2 separate regions of the Mus musculus genome follow, and region 1 is linked to region 2. A link is a contact called in public Hi-C data. All regions are on one chromosome and are shown on one strand. Each heading gives the region's core, a stretch centred on a gene start, on an enhancer-like site or on the middle of the called end of the contact. The rest is flanking DNA. Distances are from core to core; before and after follow the strand shown.

The links. A called contact is a pair of places that touch in the nucleus more often than the background predicts.
Region 1: a contact with region 2 is called in a Hi-C map of regulatory T cells, with 2.7 times the contacts expected there. The contact joins two enhancer-like sites. A contact is called at or near these places in 2 of 39 promoter capture datasets (cranial neural crest and hippocampal neurons), 1 of 15 datasets of contacts at CTCF or cohesin (CD8 T cells), 26 of 484 Hi-C or Micro-C datasets (B cells, CD4 T cells, CD8 T cells and 16 more) and 7 of 115 datasets of contacts at active chromatin or transcription factors (CD8 T cells, effector CD8 T cells, embryonic fibroblasts and 3 more).

What each region holds. Positions count from the first base shown.
Region 1 is chr16:43,696,825-43,701,041 of GRCm38.p6, forward strand. No RefSeq gene overlaps it. Among named protein-coding and RNA genes, the nearest start is that of Tigit, 35 kb to the left of the region's middle. Within about 2 kb of position 2,302, at least 124 of the 459 cell types and tissues checked have an H3K27ac peak or open chromatin away from gene starts, as enhancers often do. A contact at or near this core is called in regulatory T cells, where this site is marked.
Region 2 is chr16:43,645,461-43,649,463 of GRCm38.p6, forward strand. It overlaps Tigit (T cell immunoreceptor with Ig and ITIM domains), which reads right to left. Exons shown (of 4, transcript NM_001146325.1): 4 at 3,401-3,774. The coding sequence ends at 3,541. Among named protein-coding and RNA genes, the nearest start is that of Mir568, 6.8 kb to the left of the region's middle. Within about 2 kb of position 1,706, at least 4 of the 459 cell types and tissues checked have an H3K27ac peak or open chromatin away from gene starts, as enhancers often do. A contact at or near this core is called in regulatory T cells, where this site is marked.

The DNA of each region.
Region 1 (4,217 bases), core at 1,052-3,551, 52 kb after region 2:
TGACTTTCATTGTGTGCTGCTCATTGGAATGAGGTTCCAGAAATTCCTTGAGACCTGGGATCAATGCCCCTGCCTTCGGGGAAAATTGGTGCCTGCTTTAACCAGGCACCTAGAGGCACTACCCAACCCAGAATAACTTCAGTACCCATCTTGGGATTTCTCAGCTTATATTAGTTGTGGGAACGCTAGCCTTAATTCCAATGAGAGCAACTCCCTGTTATAAAGTTCTCAGGAGAAATTTAGCTTTCGCCGAATCTCCAGGGTAAAAGGGACACTGGGATCCCTTCTGGGGGAACCTTTCTCTGTCTCCTTTTTCTACCAAACAGATGTACCTACTTTAGGCAGCTCAGCCATTCCTCACCTTGCTCAGAACTCATGGCTACCTCCTTCCTCCTCCCTTCTCCCGAATAAACCTTTCTCTTCATTTTTGGCCTTAAGAATTTCTTGATAATAAAACTGTGCAGTTTTTTCTTGGTGGTGGTTTATTCTGTGTCTTTTGTGTGTGTGTGTGTGTGTGTGTGTGTGTGTGTGTGTGTGTGTGTGTTTGTTTAAGACAGGATTTCGCTGTGTAGCCATGGCTGTCCTGAAACTTGGTAGACTAGGCTGGCCTCCAACTCTAAGGGCTGCTTCCCTACTGCTGGGATTAAAGATGTGCACAACTAGGATTGTTATGCCTGGCACAATAATCGTTTCATAATGGAAAGCTGGGGAGATATTTTAAATTTACTTTAGTCCACATTTTGTTGAGACTGGTGACAATTTTGAGTCCCATTAGCCTGTAGATTGCCATTTGAAAACCTCTAATCCGGATTGCTAAGACTCTATAAAGCCATAAAGGACGGGGCATAACTTGAACCTTATCTCCCTGGGAAAGCATTTGTTGTCTTAGCCTCCACTTATCTATAGAAACAACACATGGCCTATATGGACATTCTGGGAGCTTATAGGCATATTCAACTGTAGTTATTAGCTTCTTGCTTTCATCCTCTCTGAGAAATACTCCCAAATGAGAAATATCCATGTTAGGGCTAGAGAGATGACACCTCAGTGACTGAGGGCCTGAGGTCACTTCCCAGAGCCCACAGCAAGTCATCCACATTGCCAGTGACTCAGCTTCAGGTCTACCTGACTCACTCTTCTGGCTTCTTTCGGTACCCACAGCATGTGTGGCATTTACCACACAGTCACACATAACCAGAAATAAAATAAATATTAAAATCCAAGCCCATCTTTCTTCGAGTTGCTGTTGTCGTGTATGTTGTTACAGTGACGAGACACGTAATTGATACGGCTTTCCAACTAGAATCTGTGACAAGTGACAGCATTGAGCGTTTTCACTAAACCAAGCTCTGTGTCAATGGTTTTGTATTTACTACCTCACTGAACTCTAAAGGAAGCCTAACAAGCCAGATGCCATTGTATCCCAGTTTTCTAGGTGGCAATTCTGTGGATTGAGAGGTGAGACAACTTGACTGAGTTGTTTCAAACCCTGTGCTCAAACTCTTTCAATGTTTGCCACGGGTAGTATGTCAACACAGCCACACTGTGCTACAAATTTTGCTTAAAAAAAAAAAAAAAAAGTCCAGGGGACTGGAGAGATGGCCTAGCGGTTAAGAGCATTCACTGCTCTTCCAGAGGTCCTGGGTTCAATTCCCAGCAACCACATGGGGGCTCACTACCATCAGTAAGGGAACTGATGCCCTCTTCTGGTGTGTCTGAAGACAGTTACAGTGTACTCACATACATAAACTAAATAAATCTTTTAAAAAATCCAATCACTTCCCCCACTGGAATGTAAGTTGGAAAGATAAATATGAGAGAGAGAGAGAGAGAGAGAGAGAGAGAGAGAGATCTAAAAGTATAGAACTGGAAGTGACAAGAACGTAGGGAGAAACAAGACAGCTTCCTTCCCACACATCTGCTCCTTCAGAGTCTTAGCTCTGCCCAACTCTTTATTTACCACCACCACCACCTTGTGTCTGATTTTTAAAATCATTTTTCTCACCTCCACTGCTACTGCACAGTCCCTAACCTACCTCCCTAAATCCACTATTTTGTATTCCCACCCCCACACCTCAACCTACGGATCCTTCGAGGAAGATGCAAACAGAGCATTGGCTATTTTAAAACGCCACAATTTTAAAAAGCACTCATCTCTTTATATCTACTGCTTGCCACAAATCCTTTCCAGCCCCGCCCTCTTCCACTTGACGGAAAGGCAGAAGTCTATGGTGGAGCCCACAGGAACCTTCTGGTCCCGCCCCCACACCTTGTCCCGCCCCCAAGGCTGTCTCTCCTGCTAGCCTGTGGTTTGTGGGTTTGAGCTGTCGGGTTGGTATGTACCCTGTGTTCTCTGCCTGGCCTGTCTTTACTGACCTCTGCCTAGGGGACTTCATCATCTCTTCCAGTTTTGTTGTTTTGTTTTGTTTTGTTTTGTTTGTTGTTGTTTCTTGAGATGGGCCGACCTCAAACCTGTGCTCCTCCTGCCTTGTTAGGGCTGGGATTACAGTCCCATGCCACCATGGCTGGTGGAGTCTCACTATCTTTGTAGGCTGCCACCATCACGTAAGCTCTGGAGAGCGTGTGCCTGATACAGGAAAGGGTTCAGTAGATTTGGTTAAGGGAATAAAGTCACAAAAGCACAGTGATCCTTATACCAGGTCTGTTGACCTCTGGTTTTACCTCATTCTACTGAATAACAAAGATGGGATTTCCCCCTCTGCCTCTGACGTGAATGAGTTACAAGCTGGGGCATATCAGATTCTCTAATACCCCACGCTATGCTGGACATACAGGAGGTGCTCGAGAATTCTAGAATTCTGAATAAGTATTTGACCATGAGACATAAACATGTCTCCTGCTAAATTCCAGAGCTCCTCTGACTAAATCTCCAGCCAATAAACAGAGCTCTGCTACAGGAGGAGCAAGGACTGCCCAAGGTCTACTGCAGCAACAAGGAATTCATCACATAAAAACTGCATCATTTGGCTGGGCGTGGTGGCGCACACCTTTAATCCCAGCACTCGGGAAGTAGAGGCAGGTGGATCTCTGAATTCAAGGCCAGCCTGGTCTAAAGAGTGAGTTCCAGGACAGCTGGGGCTACACTGTCTCGAAAACCAAACAAAGCAAAAAAAAAAAAAAAAAAAAATCTACACAGCCTCATACTTTCTATAGATACTGTTAAAATTCTCTAAAGGGGAATAAATCGTTGCATATGCTCTCAAAGCCCTTTCTCTAGTGACAATTATTTTTTTCTGGGGCTTAAAATTGAACATATCTCAATGGTGTTGACTAAGGTCTAATTATAATGAGAGTTCTGAAATCCTAAATGAAATTATTTGACCATATCAAATTCATGCTTGACTGTGTCTTCTCTTGAAGATTGGCGTTCCCAGATCTCCAGTTACATCCAACTTGCTGCTCATAGCAAACGAGTAAGTGTGTAGCACACGCTGTCAGAACAGCAAACTCGGACACCTGTGTGCCAGTTTGCTTCTGGCCTTCCATTTCAGCTGCTAGCTCTAAACGAATTATCCCAACCGCGACCCCCACCCCTTCACACACACACACACACACACACACACACACACACACACACACACCATTGCCCGATAGTACACTCTGTCATTACAACACCTCAGACATGTTTCTACACAGTGAAAAGGCAATGGCTGCTCAGAACGCCACAGTTGGAAGAGCGTTTTCATGTATTTAAGTCACCCGAGTCTCACGGCAGCCCTGTGTCTTCAACAGGGCTGCGGCCTTAGTGAGGAGCAGAGGAAACACACAACTCAGAAACCTAAGCTGTTTGCTTTGCCAGGTAGCAAGTAGCTAAGAACATCGGGAGTCCTGCTCAGGCCCTCTGGCTAGAAGCCCACACATTTCCCACAGCTCCTCTGCAAAATGAGCTGAAGTACAGCGGCTCCTCCTGGTGTCCCCACCGCTTTTATGTTAGCTGTAACTTATTTGGTGACTCATCCTTTGACATCCGCCAGAATCCAAGTCCCCAATGCGCCAGTTTAGAGGTTCCTGGGCCTCTTATTTGGAGATGGAGTCACTGATTTGAAACGCCATTGGTTTTGTTTTATCGTATTTTGTCATTATTCACTAGATGCCTCTTTTCTAACAGAAAGGGTGTGGATTCCAATGGGAGGGGAAGTGGGGAGGAGTTAGGAGCTGGGAGGAGCTAAGGGAGGGGAAACTGTAATCGGAATTTA
Region 2 (4,003 bases), core at 456-2,955:
CCAATCCCTAGAAACAACAGCAACAAGTTGAATTAGAAGCTCTCGACAATTACATTTCACTGGGTTTCCTTTGTACATTTGCCAGATTTCTAGATCTCCGTAGCCTCCTATGACTAATGGCCAGCATACTGAACGGTAGGACGTTCTAACTGGACACCATGTCCCCAAATAAATGCCCTAATCATTGGGCATAGTCTGATTTCCAAAAGACTCAAGTTCTTGGTATAAGTTTCCCTAGCCTATTGACAGTAGTTCTTTGGGGTGGCAAGCTACAAACATAATGCAGGACTTGGACGAATCCACAGATGGAAAAAGCTGGCTCCCCTCTTCCACCAGCAGACAAAGTCAAGCCCCTGATTGTTTTCTATTCATATGGAATACCCTGCCCTCCACAATGTGACCATTTGTGAAGAAAACACACACCCTCCCTGCCTGCCCAGAGCAGTCCTAATGGGCTCTGTATGAACACAAGCATGTGATAATTCATCCCTAAAGACCAGAGGCTGAGAAGGGATCTTTTGAAATAAAAGAGCAAGTGCTGTCCCCTCCCGAAGGCTCAATGCTCTATGACTCGACATTTCTCATTATAATCTCTTGCCTTATCTATCTAACGGCAGTCCGGAATCAGAGTGTGGGCAGAGAACCAGGAGGATCTGGAATCCCTTCCTGTCAACACTTTAGGGGTCCTTACTTCAATTTCTCTGTGATCTTTCCCTGTGTGTGTCTCACCAAACATGATAAGAAGGAGAGACTTCTTCAAGCATCATTTCAAAAGGGGAAAGACAAAGGCCAACAGACTGAAGAAGGTACATTCTCCAGGTTCCAGTTTATAGAAGTATAATGGGGGCTCCATGAGAAAATTAGATTTTCAGGAGCCATGTTTAAAAAGCAAAAGGAAGCAGGGAAGTTGTTTGTAATAATATATATTTACTTAACCTAAAATATCCAAAGCATCATTTTGAAATGTAAGGAATATCTTTAAATTTAGATGACATTTTATGATTCACATTATCTTCAAACATCCAGTGTGTGTTTTAGAACTACAACAACAAGTTCTGTCTAGGATGAACCTTGTGGCACCTATGCTGGGGTGGCCACATGGAAAACATGGCTACTGTCCTGGGCAGTATGGACTGCCAGGAGTCAGGGCCTTAGGCACTTGTCTTCTGTGGTTCTCAGAAGAGAGAATCTAGTTCACTTTCCACTTTGAAATTTGTTTTCTGTCAAATCGAATCTCGTTTTAGCAACCTGACCCATTTCCAACATCTATAGGCGCCTTTGTATTTTCTCTCCATCCCAGTGGTATTTGTAAATGTTTCCCAATTACCATAACCATGTTAAGTGGCACCTAAATCTCTGTTGGCCTCGGTTGGTTCACCATCAACCTCCTCTGGGTCAATCACCCCTCCTTTTCATCATTACATTTTAGTCCGTTTCCAATGTGTAAGCTGTGTTCTACTTTCAACAAATTTGCATTCATTCTATAAGAAAAGTCCTATGAGCTTCCACAGCCAAAAGCACATTCCATTTTCCCTGTATCCATCTTTCTTCCCAAGGGCTGGGGCTCTGGACCAATCTTAACTCCTTGAGACCCATCTGATAGGAAAGTGAGGTTGGGTGGGGATTCCCACAACGAAGAGGGGAACAGGAAATGAAGAGTCTTCCCGCTCATACTTAACCTGAGGCTTTGGTGAGAGGAAAGCTCACTTCCTTCTCCAACCTGCTCATGAAATAAAACTACACACAGGTAGTATGTAGAGAGACAGGAAGAGGACAGAGTCTTTTTAGATCCAGCCTAAAATCGGTCCAATGTAAATAAACTGCAGGCACCCCAACTCCAGCATGAAGAGGTCTGGGAGTAAGGAAGAATATATTCTTATTTCTTAAAATTTTTTATCACTCATATATGTGTTCACCCCGTTTTGTTTTTAGAAGAAACAAAGTCCTTATTCTTAAAAATTAGACGTTCCTTTTGGTGGCAAAAAGAAAAAGTTTCTATTTAAGAGGCTCAGTGGCAGATGGATCCAGAAGAGGCAGGTCTAGCTTGGCCCAGGTGATGGGACTTGGCTCCTCAAGTAGACAAGGATTTCCTGATGGCATCCCAAGACCATGAAGTGTGAGGAGCCTGGAGTCCTCTGAACCCGCTGCATCCCAGTAGACTCTACTCTCCACAGACCTGAAATGCCTAGCTAAAGGAGAAAGCCTGACATTCGTTGGTGCTTTGGTGTCAGGGCTTTCTTATAGGACTTCAACCTACACTGCCTTGAGTTCATTCAAGTTCCTAGGAAAATGTTCCTCCCCCCAGACCAGGCTCATTAATCCCTATATTCTCTAAGGAGACTTCACCACACCCTCATGGGTGTGTTCCCCTAAGAGGCCCAATCATGAGTCCTTATCTCCTAGTAGGTCTTATTATAAATGTTTCCCCACTCAAAGCTCTTGTCCTTGAATCCTCCCTAAAGACCAGTACTTTGCCTCATTCATAAATAAATATCTTGAATGAGTGAATGCTGGTAAAAATAACAATGAGAAATAAGGCCAGTGGTCATCTTATCATCTGCCTCAGCACCTGGCTTATTGTGAAGAATGTATTTCTCAAAGCCACAAGAGGACCTGCTCAGATCACCAAGTTCAAAGCCAGAGCAATGTGAATTTTGTTTTTATTGCTTTATTTTTGCCTTTTCAAAAGAAGAATAAGGGGGAGAGAGAGAGAGAGAGAGAGAGAGAGAGAGAGAGAGAGAGAGAGAGAGAGGAAGAAGAAGAAGAAAGAGGAGGAGGGGAGGGAGGGAGGGAGGGAAGGAAGGAAGGAAGGAAGGAAGGAAGGAAGGAAGGAAGGAAGGAAGGAAGGAAGGAAGGAAGGAAAAAGAAAGAAACATTTTCCAGGCTGAAAAGAGCTTTTAAGAGCACTCACTATTCTGTTTTGGTTTGGTTTGGTTTGGTTTTTGTTTTTGTTTTTGTTTTTGTTTTTCGAGACAGGGTTTTTCTCTGTGTTGCCCTGGCTGTCCTGGAACTCACTCTGTAGACCAGGCTGGCCTCGAACTCAGAAATCCACCTGGCTCTGCCTCCCAAGTGTTGGGATTACAGGCATGTGCCACCACTGCCCGGCATTCACTATTCTTGCAGACGACCTGAGTCTGATTCCCAGCACCCACATGGTGGCTTACAACTGTCTCTAACTCCAGTTTTAGGAGACCTGATGCCCTCTTCTGACTTCTGGGAACACCATCCACACATGGCACACATACATGCAGGACAAACACTCATACACATAAAATAAACATCAATGTTAAAAACCCCATTTATAATCAAGTTAAAACTGTTTACCTTGGTTCTATCACAGAGAAACAGAAGAGAAGGGTAGAAGAAATGTAGCCTGAAAAGATGTCTTTCATACTTACAGACACACACACACACACACACAGAGAGAGAGAGAGAGAGAGAGAGAGAGAGACAGAGACAGAGACAGAGACAGAGAGAGACAGAGAGAGACAGAGAGAGACAGAGAGAGAGAGACATAGGGAGAGGGATAGAGAGCTGTCGTTAGCCAGTCTTCGATACAGCAATGAAGCTCTCTAGGCTTCTGTAGCTCAGGACATTAAAGTATTCCTGTGGGTCAGCATAGTCATCTTCTGCCTGCTCTCCACAGGGACCAGCAGGGGCAGTTTGTGTCTGGACAGGGCTTCCAGGGGATGAGAGACTCCTCAGGTTCCATTCCTGTGGCTCCGCTTCTGTTCTCCCAAGGCCACTTTCTATAGAATGCATTCTAATAGACTTCTAGGATTAAACAGAGTAAATACACAGGGATGTTACTCAAAATCTACTTCACAAATGACACATACTTAGAATCTCTTTTCTAAGTATGAACACACATGCACACACATGCACACACATGCACACACATGCACACACATGCACACACACAACAGAAGCAAACTTGTATTCTTAGCAATACAAAATCCTTAGCCCTTAATTCTCCTACTTTATTGTAGCTTCTTAAATATTC